3 separate regions of the Sus scrofa genome follow, and all the other regions are linked to region 3. The links are chromatin contacts, called in public Hi-C maps. All regions are on one chromosome and are shown on one strand. The core of a region is the stretch at or near the end of the contact, and the rest is flanking DNA. Distances in the headings are between cores, read along the strand shown. Region 1 overlaps LOC106510388 (a long non-coding RNA gene). Region 2 overlaps SLC38A4 (sodium-coupled neutral amino acid transporter 4). Region 3 overlaps LOC106510390 (a long non-coding RNA gene).

Region 1 (2,776 bases), core at 54-2,553, 210 kb before region 3:
TTTGGGCCGCTCCCGTGGCATATGGAGGTTCCCAGGCTAGGGGTCTAATCGGAGCTGTAGCCACCGGCCTACGCCAGAGCCACAGCAACTCGGGATCCGAGCCGCGTCTGCAACCTACCCATAGCTCACGGCAACGCCGGATCGTTAACCCACTGAGCAAGGGCAGGGACCGAACCCGCAACCTCATGGTTCCTAGTCGGATTCGTTAACCACTGCGCCACAACGGGAACTCCCCCTCTCCTCTTTGATAACCATAAGTTTGTTTTCTATGTCTGTGAGTCCATTTCTGCTTTGTAGATAGGTGTATCTGCATCATTTTTTAGATTCCGCATGTAAGTGATTTCATATGATATTTGTCTTTCTCTGACTAACTTTTATGGTAATCTCTAAGTCCATCTATGTGGCTGCAGATGGCACAGTTTCATTCTTTTTTATGACTGAATAAATATTCTTTTAAATAAAAGATGTATTTGTGCAGATATAATCACTCACAGAGCATTTCCGGCTGTTGTTTCAGTCTCAAATCTGAATGACCTCGGGGTCAATAAAAGGGTAACATTTAACCATTGAGTGAGAGTGTTCTCATTTAAGCTGATGGTTTTAAACCTCGGCTTGCTGAAAATACAGGAAAGATGAAGTATGAAGAATATGTACATCTAGGCGCGCCTGTTTCTTTGGTGTCTTATGTGTGTAACTAAGAAGCAGGAACTCAGATGAGTGAATTGCAGTCTTGATGGCATGCTTTGAGAAAACCAAAACGGCATTTCTCTTTTGTCAGGACCACACGTAGGCAAATTAATTGCCCAATTAAGGAAAGGTTGATTGAAGGTGAGGAAGGTTGCACTGTTCCTGACCTTATTGCTCAAGAAGTTTGTTTAACAGGCTTCATGGTAGCAGGCGGGGCTGGGGGGCAAGGGACTGACTCTAGGTATTACTGGGCAGCTGCCAAAGACAGCTAATACAATAAAATAGCTCAAGTGCCTAATGCCATGAGGTACAAGACGGACGTGTTGGGGCTCATGGTTTTAGTACAGCAAACTAATTACCATATACGTAATTTCTAGTTTTATGTCAGGGACCGTTTATGCAGCATCTAGTGCTTTTCCAGATTATCTCACCCTGGAATCTGCACATTAATAGAGGTGATATTTTATTACAAAAAAAGATTGAATCTGACGATGATCTCAGACACTGGAGGAAACAGCTGTCCCACTGTACATGTGATTTTTCATCCTTCTTAGGAACTGGTCTTCTTCCACTTCCTCTGCCATTCATTTCTACCCATGAGCTTTGGCCCTGCTGACCCTGCTTACGTGGCTCAGCCGCCCACAGCTCTGACGTCATGGCAAAACATTCTATGCCCTCTGCCAGGAGCCTGTGCCAAGGGCACACTTCCCTGGTGAGAATCCACCCTGCTTTGACTCTTGAGGGCAGCAGTCTCTGCCAACTGCTACTCTTGTGAAAAGAACTCCTTTTTAGAGCACGTAGTTTGCTTGGCTTTTCTACAGTGATCTAGTCACAAACTCTCTGTGACAGCTCCACCTTGAGTACCCCCTTTGGGGATTCAGAAGAGCGAGGGTTGCATTTGGATTCGAACTACAACATTCTTTGAGCTTTTATACTGGCCTCCAGTCTGGTATAAACAGTGATTTTGTGCTGGCTGAGTAGGGTTTTCTCACCTGTTTTGGCTGCAAACTCAGGGGAAACATGGACTCTGGGCCCACAAGCAAGATCACCATCATGACAGTTGGTAACCAGGATTCTGGGCTTACTTGCAAAGCCATTTATCATGTGCTGAACGGTTTCTTCCTCACAATCATTCTATGAGATGGCTATGATTATTCCCATTTTGTGGTCAAGGAAACTGAGACTGAGCAAGATTAACCTACTCAAAGTCACTTGTATATGGTAGAGGCAGGATTCCAACCAAGTTAGTTTGAGTCCAAAGCCACGTTCATACCTCCTCATACGTTCTCCTAGACAAGCCATTTGTCCTTGGGTCATGCGGGGAATCCTGGAAGATCAGGTATCGCATGTGCTCACACACATAGTCCAGCTTTACTCCCGATCAGATGTGGGATTAGTGCTTGTGGAGCTCACTGAGAGGTGTCTCTGCTCTGCTTAGGGTGCCACGTCTCTCCAATAGACAGCCCTCTCTTGATGTCTCACCTGTGATGGGTGGCACTAATGAGGAGTCTTCATCAGGCTAATTGCCCACTGCAAGAAAGGATATTGCCTCTACCCCATCCACCTAAGGACCACTCTCCAAAAGGGAGGTCAAGACATTTCCCTAAAGGGCAGGGCCTGCTGGATGCCTTTTTGGACGGAGTGGAAGACATGTTTCCCATCTCAGTCTCATCTTATGTGGGAGTCTGATTTAAGGCTTTGCTTGCAGGCAGTGCTGTAGTTCTGGTGTGTGGGTGAAACTGCCTTAAGAGGACAGCTTCCTTTGTCCATGGATGCTTCCCTTCACCCACTTGATATATAAGATGGAATCTCTTTTCCAGATTCCTCTCTATAGTAAGTAAGGTTCTAGTCTAGATATAATTAATTAATTAATTAATTTTTAAGAAAAAGTTCTAAGTCAATAGACTTTTTATTGTATCTTAAAACATCTCAAATGAGTCTGAAGAATCATCTGGCATTTTGCTGTTTCCGTAACTGGACAACTCAGATCTTACTCATCAGCCTGCTGAACTTTTCCTTTTTCAGAAACGTAGATGACCATCCAAAATTTTTCTGATATCCTTGTTCTTAACTGCTGTGGCTCGCTGAA
Region 2 (3,137 bases), core at 45-2,544, 230 kb after region 3:
CATCTCTAGAAAGGGCAAGATTCATTTGGAGACTGTTTTCCTTAGCATTCCTGCTGTGAGCTGTGCACGCCTGGTTGAGCTCATCCCGTGCCAGTCCCTGTGTCTACCCCTAACCTCCAGGGACTTGTAACCAGAGGAAAAAGTGGACAGTATACAGGACATCTCAATATAACACTGTAAGGGTGAAACAGAACTCCATGCAAAGTGTTTCAAATCTGCTAATGGGGAGTGAAAGTACATAATACAGGAGAGCAGTTGTTTTTCTGAAATTTGGTTCTAATGATCAGTTTTGGTTCGAATGGGCATCTGATGGGAATTGTTTCTGAACTATCATGGCAAGTACATCTAATGGGAAATGTGTCGCCATTCCTGATGGTCGGGTTTATGTCCATGCCTTATCTGTTTCACCGGGGAAGCATTTCTACGAGAGATCTGTATTGTTTTTTTGTTTGTTTTGTTTTTTGCTTTTTAGGGCCACATAGGTGGCATATTCAGGCTAGGGGTTGAATCAGAGCTACAGCTACGGTCTACACCCCAGCCACAGCAATGTGGGATCTGAGCCACATCTGCAACCTACACCTCAGCTCATGGCAACACCAGATCCTTAACCCACTGAGCGAGGCCAAGGTTTGAGCCTGAATCCTCATGGATCCTAGTCAGGTTCACTACCACTGAGCCACAGTGGAACTCCCAAGATCTGGATTGTTAATGTTGACAGGAATGATCCTCACTAAATGAAAGACTGACTCTCACTTCCCGTTTTCTCATTACCATGACCACCAGTGGGTCATGCTCTGAGCAGTGCACTAGTTCAACTCTTACCAACTAGCTGTGTAACCACAGCCAAGTCCATTAATCTCCTGAGACCACGACTTGAAAGCACTGTGCTTAGGGCTTATGAACAAAGCAGTACAGAAACACACAACAGAGTTCTTTAATGAAATACTGTGACTCGACAATGATATGAGGGCCCACTGTGTCCCCAAATGTAATCATTAATATCTTATTTTACACATGAAAAATAAGGGCTCCAGATATTTTTTCCTTGGCAATGCTGTTTGCTTGGCAATTTTACCCTGTGGTACACTTTCTGTCTACAGCTGTCTTCTGCCTTGTACCCACAATGGCGCTGATTTTAGATGAAAGCTATGTGCATGTTATTTGAAATACTTTCAGATGTATGAGAGGAAAGACATTCTTTAAAAGTAAACTCTTAGCCGCCATAGTAATAAGGATCTGATTTCATGCACTCATGAGAAAGGAATGTGCCAGAAAATATTTCAGCACACAAGCTGCATTTAAAGTGACCACAGTGTCATTATATGAGTCGTCCTCATCTACTTGGCTCCGTATGGAACATTCTGTACAGGACAGGACTGGTTACTGTGTTGCTTATGCCCCCCCCCAACTCCTGTGAAATGAATGGTAAATTCAGTGTTTATGAAAGGAGAAGAGTTGGCAGGAAAGTGCAGGCTTGTGTTTATCCATAGGTGGTGGTTTTAACTCGTGCTGCCCCAATTTCCATGACCAGCCTGAGTAGATCCCAGAATAACTGATGCCAATGGCAAAAGTCCTGCAGGGACCATACTCCTACAAGTCCAGCAAGAGGGTCTGTGTCAATCTTGGGGGCAGCAGAAGAGACATATGATGGATAATATGGTTGTTTTTCAAGAAATTTGGTTCTGGCATGTAATTTACTTAACATGACTCTCCTCATTAGCCTTCAAGGAATCAGATTAAATGAGGTTACTTTGGGATGTTAAGGTAGCACAAGAAACTAGGGGGAAGACATGAAATACCTTCAGAACTGTGGTGAAAATGCAATTATGTTTAGAAAGTTGATGCAGTTTGCGCTTTAAAATTTAAGAAGTAAGAAGACATAACGGATGGCCAAAAAACACATGAAAAGATGCTCAACATCACTAATTATTAGAGAAATGCAAATTGAAACTACTATGAGGTACCACCTTACACCAGCCATCACCAAAAAGTCTACAAATAATAAATGTTAGAGAGGGTGTGGAGAAAAGGGAACACTTCTACACTGTTGGTGGGAATGTAAGTTGGTGCAACCTCTATGGAAAACAGTACAGAGGTTCCTCAAAACTCTAAAAATAGAACTACAATATGATACAGCAATCCCACTCCTGGGCATATATCCAGAGAAAACCATAATTTGTAAAGATACATGCACCCCAGTGTTCATGGCAGGTCTATTCACAATAGCCAAGACAGGGAAGCAACCTAAATGTCCATCAACAGAGGAATGGATGAAGAAGATGTGGTACATGTATACAATGGAACATCACTCAGTCATATAAAAGAATGAAATAAGGCCATTTGCAGGAACGTGGATGGATCTAGAAACTATCATACTAAGTGAAGCTAGTTAGTGAACGACAAACATCATATGATATCACCTATATGTGGAATCTAAAAAAAAAAAAAAAGGATACAAATGAACTTATTTGTAGAACAGAAACAGGCTCACAGACTTTGAAAAACTTATGGTTACCAATGGGGACAGGTTGGGGGTGAGGTGGGAGGGATGGACTGGGGATTTGGTTTGGGATTGGCATATGCACATTGACGTTTATAGAACGACTGACCAGCAGGGACCTGCTGTATAGCACAGAGAACTCTACCCAGTAGTCTATGATAATCTATGTGGGAAAAGAATCTGAGAGAGAATGGATATGTGTCTATGCATGACTGGGTCACTTTGTTGTACAGCAGAAATTATCACAGCCTTGTAAATTAACTATATGTTGGTAAAAATTAAAAAAAGCCACATGGGGAGTTCCCGTTGTGGCTCAGTGGTTGATGAATCCGACTAGGAACCATGAGGTTGCGGGTTCGATCCCTGGCCTTGCTTAGTGGGTTAAGGATCCTGCATGGCCGTGAGCTGTGGTGTAGGTTGCAGACGCGGCTTGGATCCCGCGTTGCTGTGGCTGGGGTGTAGGCAGGCGGCTACAGCTCCGATTCGACCCCTAGCCTGGGAACCTCCATATGCTGCAGGAGCGGCCCTAGAAAAGGCAAAAAGACAAAAAAAAAAAAAAAAAGCCACGTGAACTTTGACTCATTTCTACTAATCCACGAGGTAGAAGCTCAAGATCTGCTATTTTGAATTTGAGTTT
Region 3 (2,969 bases), core at 112-2,611:
ACTTGGGAACATTGCTTCTCTTCTCTAGGCCCCTGTTTTCTCATCTGGAAGGACATCGGCTTTATCACAGGGTGAGATTCCTTAATCATCAAGAATTGGAAATGATGAGTAAGGTGCTAGAATTGTGCTTGTCACCTTGAATGCTCTCGTTAAAGAGGATATTATTTTATTATATAAATTGTCACCCATGTGGCCCCCTGGGCCTTCGTGGTTGATCAAATCAAGGTTTCTCGAAACGGATATGACCTGAGTCAAGAGCATGAGCAGCTGAGTCAACGAGTATTTATAAAAGTCTCCACTAGCAACACGGTGCTGCTGGATTAGACATCGTTGTTCACACAGCAAAAACGTAAACCTTCTAGTCATTAAAAACTTGCCGTCATGTGTGATAAGACAGGTTAACCAAACCGTTTATGGAAATTCATGTTTTAAAATTTATAGATAGGTCTGTAGTGGAAAAAAAAGTTTGGCCATGACCCCTAGATGTTTCTCCTTTTCAGTGATCCAGGCGAGGCTAATAATTCACTCCTAGGGTTTTGAAGTTATTTATTTGCCTTTGGGTCTGGGGCATTCCCATTTGTGATCAATGCTAAGGAGGAAGCGAATTCATGACTTGATTCATACAGATAAGCCTGTAAGGGGAAGAGTGGGCAACAATTACCTCTGCTTCTAATCAGATGTATTCAGCTCTCCGGTTCTCTTTGCTCACGTGGGCAGCAAGGTGTTCTGGTGAAGTTTGCAAATACCCTCACTTTTGCTCTTTGCTCCCTTTTTCTTTCTGTTATCGCCTTGCCCTCTGCGCTCTGCTCCCTCTTGTCACCTCTGAGGTCCGCCTGTCACCCCACTGCCCTTCAGAACTCTTTTCCTTGAAGCCTTTCCAAACAGGTGCTGTCTTGCTTCACTCTCCACCGTCATTCTGCTAACCCCTGGGTCTTATAGATGTTCCCTGTTCTGAACACTGACGCATCTGTCTTTATATAGCCCTGACTGCCTTGGCATTTCCATGCTCCTCACTCTGTGTTTGCCAGCGCTTATCCCAACTCTTCCAGGAGCACTGGGGATCCCGCCCCTGTCACCTTTCATGTAGCACTTTGCGTTGTTTGTTATGGATTAAAGGACTCACAGAGGCCAAGAATAAAGGGTGTATTGGGGGGAGCTCTCAATACACTTGTGTTTTGCTTTTCAGCCATTCTCAGCTGAATGTCTAATCTGATGTCTTATTAGTAACTGGAAATTTAATAGGCAGAGTTCTGAGTTCTTTCTTGTAGGAATGTGTGCAAGTTTGGACTAGTGGATGAGTCACAGACTTGGAGGAGTTTAAAAGCCGTGGTTTAGTGAAAAGCCAGAGAGCGAGAGAGAGGAAGAGAGAGAGAGAGAGAGTTAGAGTTAGGAAGCCCTGCATGCAGAACCCAGGAAGTGAGGCCTTGCAAGCCGTTTGTAACACGCAAGGAACTCTCCGCCTTGATGTGGTGCAGACGGCAGGGGCAAGAGTAGAGCACCCTTAGGCTGTCTGAGGGGAGAATGAAGGAAAAGGGAACAAAAATATTCTTTCTTTCCCAGCCTGGCTCAGTCAGTGGTAGTGCTACCTGGGACCACTTCGTCACCCTCTTACTGTGTCCAGACACTATGTTATTTAAAAATACCAAAAAACAAAAAACAAACAAAAAAGCGCCATCTCCTTTCATCCTCACAAACCACTTCTGAGGAATTTTCACAGTTTTACAGAGTAGGATGCAGAAGCCCAAGGTCACACATTAGCAAAGCGTAGAGTCAGGCTATGCATCCAGGTCTGCCTAAACTTCAGGCCTCTCTAAATCTTGTCCTGACCTATGACCCTGTTCATTTTGACTTTGATCTTTTTTTTTTTCCCTTTGAGGGGAGAAAGGAATTTTTTTTTTTTTTTTTTTTTTTTTTTTTTTTTTTTTTTTTAGCAGATGAGAATTGGCCTTCTGTCTGGGACTTCCCCTGCTAGCAGGTTCTCAGGACATTTTTGCTGAATGAGTGAGTCTGTTCCAGTGGCTCTGGGATGGAGCATGAATGGAGCAGTGCAGTGTCTGGGAAGGAGGCCTCTCTTACTAGCTGTGTGGTTTAAGGCAAGTCCCTTCAACTCTATGGGCCTCAGAATGCTCCCTTTATTTATTTGTTTATTTATTTTTTGTCTTTTCAGGGCCGCACCTGCGGCATATGGAGGTTCCTAGGCTAGGGGTCTAATCAGAGCTGTAGCCACCAGCCTACACCACAGCCACAGCAACGTCAGATCCAAGCCGCGTCTTCAACCTACACCACAGCTCATGGCAATGCTGGATCCTTAACCCACTGAGCGAAGCCAGGGATCGAACCTGCAACCTCATGGTTCCTAGTCAGATTTGTTTCCCCTGCGCCACGACAGGAACTCTGAGTGCTTCCTTTAAAACTTAAGGTGGCTAGGGACAGACAGTGTGACCTCTTCAATGCCAACTCTTATGAGACGTGGGGAAAAGGCTGCCATAGCCTTTTGGTCACGTGTGTCACAGTAAAAGAGGGGAGACAGAATCATCCATCCATGCCTGGGATTCAGGAATTCTGCTCTCTCTTTTTAATCTCTGAAACCTATTTAAAAAATTTTTTTTAGGGCTGTACCTGCAGCATATGGAAGTTCCCAGGCTAGGGGTCGAATCTGAGCCACAGCTGCTGGCCTATACCACAGCCACAGCAATGCAGAATCTGAGCCATGTCTGCGACTTACACTACAGCTCATGGCAATGCCAGATCCTTAACCAATGAGCAAAGCCAGGGATGGAACCCTCATCGTCACAGATCCTAGTTGGATTTGTTACCACTGAGCCACAAGGGAACTCCTATTTTTGTGATTTATGGTAAACTTGGCCATTTTCCTGCACCATTTCTCCCATTTGTTAAGGAGCTATAACGACACATGCATCCTTCCTTTCTTCATATATTTTGTTTTGATCCTTAAAGATTCATAGAAG

Evidence for each region. A called contact is a pair of places that touch in the nucleus more often than the background predicts.
Region 1: a Hi-C map of liver shows a contact between it and region 3, with 3 times the contacts expected there. A contact is called at or near these places in 4 of 47 Hi-C or Micro-C datasets (embryonic fibroblasts, liver and skeletal muscle) and 1 of 2 datasets of targeted methods (alveolar macrophages).
Region 2: a Hi-C map of skeletal muscle shows a contact between it and region 3, with 3 times the contacts expected there. A contact is called at or near these places in 3 of 47 Hi-C or Micro-C datasets (psoas muscle and skeletal muscle) and 1 of 2 datasets of targeted methods (skeletal muscle).

What each region holds. Positions count from the first base shown.
Region 1 is chr5:76,984,293-76,987,068 of Sscrofa11.1, forward strand. The region is part of intron 2 of LOC106510388 (a long non-coding RNA gene); the gene reads left to right. It also overlaps the pseudogene LOC110260813. Among named protein-coding and RNA genes, the nearest start is that of SLC38A1, 91 kb to the right of the region's middle.
Region 2 is chr5:77,421,002-77,424,138 of Sscrofa11.1, forward strand. The region is part of intron 13 of SLC38A4 (sodium-coupled neutral amino acid transporter 4); the gene reads right to left. All of the region lies in intron 12 of LOC106510390 (a long non-coding RNA gene), which reads left to right. Among named protein-coding and RNA genes, the nearest start is that of SLC38A4, 67 kb to the right of the region's middle.
Region 3 is chr5:77,193,485-77,196,453 of Sscrofa11.1, forward strand. All of the region lies in intron 1 of LOC106510390 (a long non-coding RNA gene), which reads left to right. All of the region lies in intron 1 of LOC102160630 (a long non-coding RNA gene), which reads right to left. Among named protein-coding and RNA genes, the nearest start is that of SLC38A2, 69 kb to the left of the region's middle.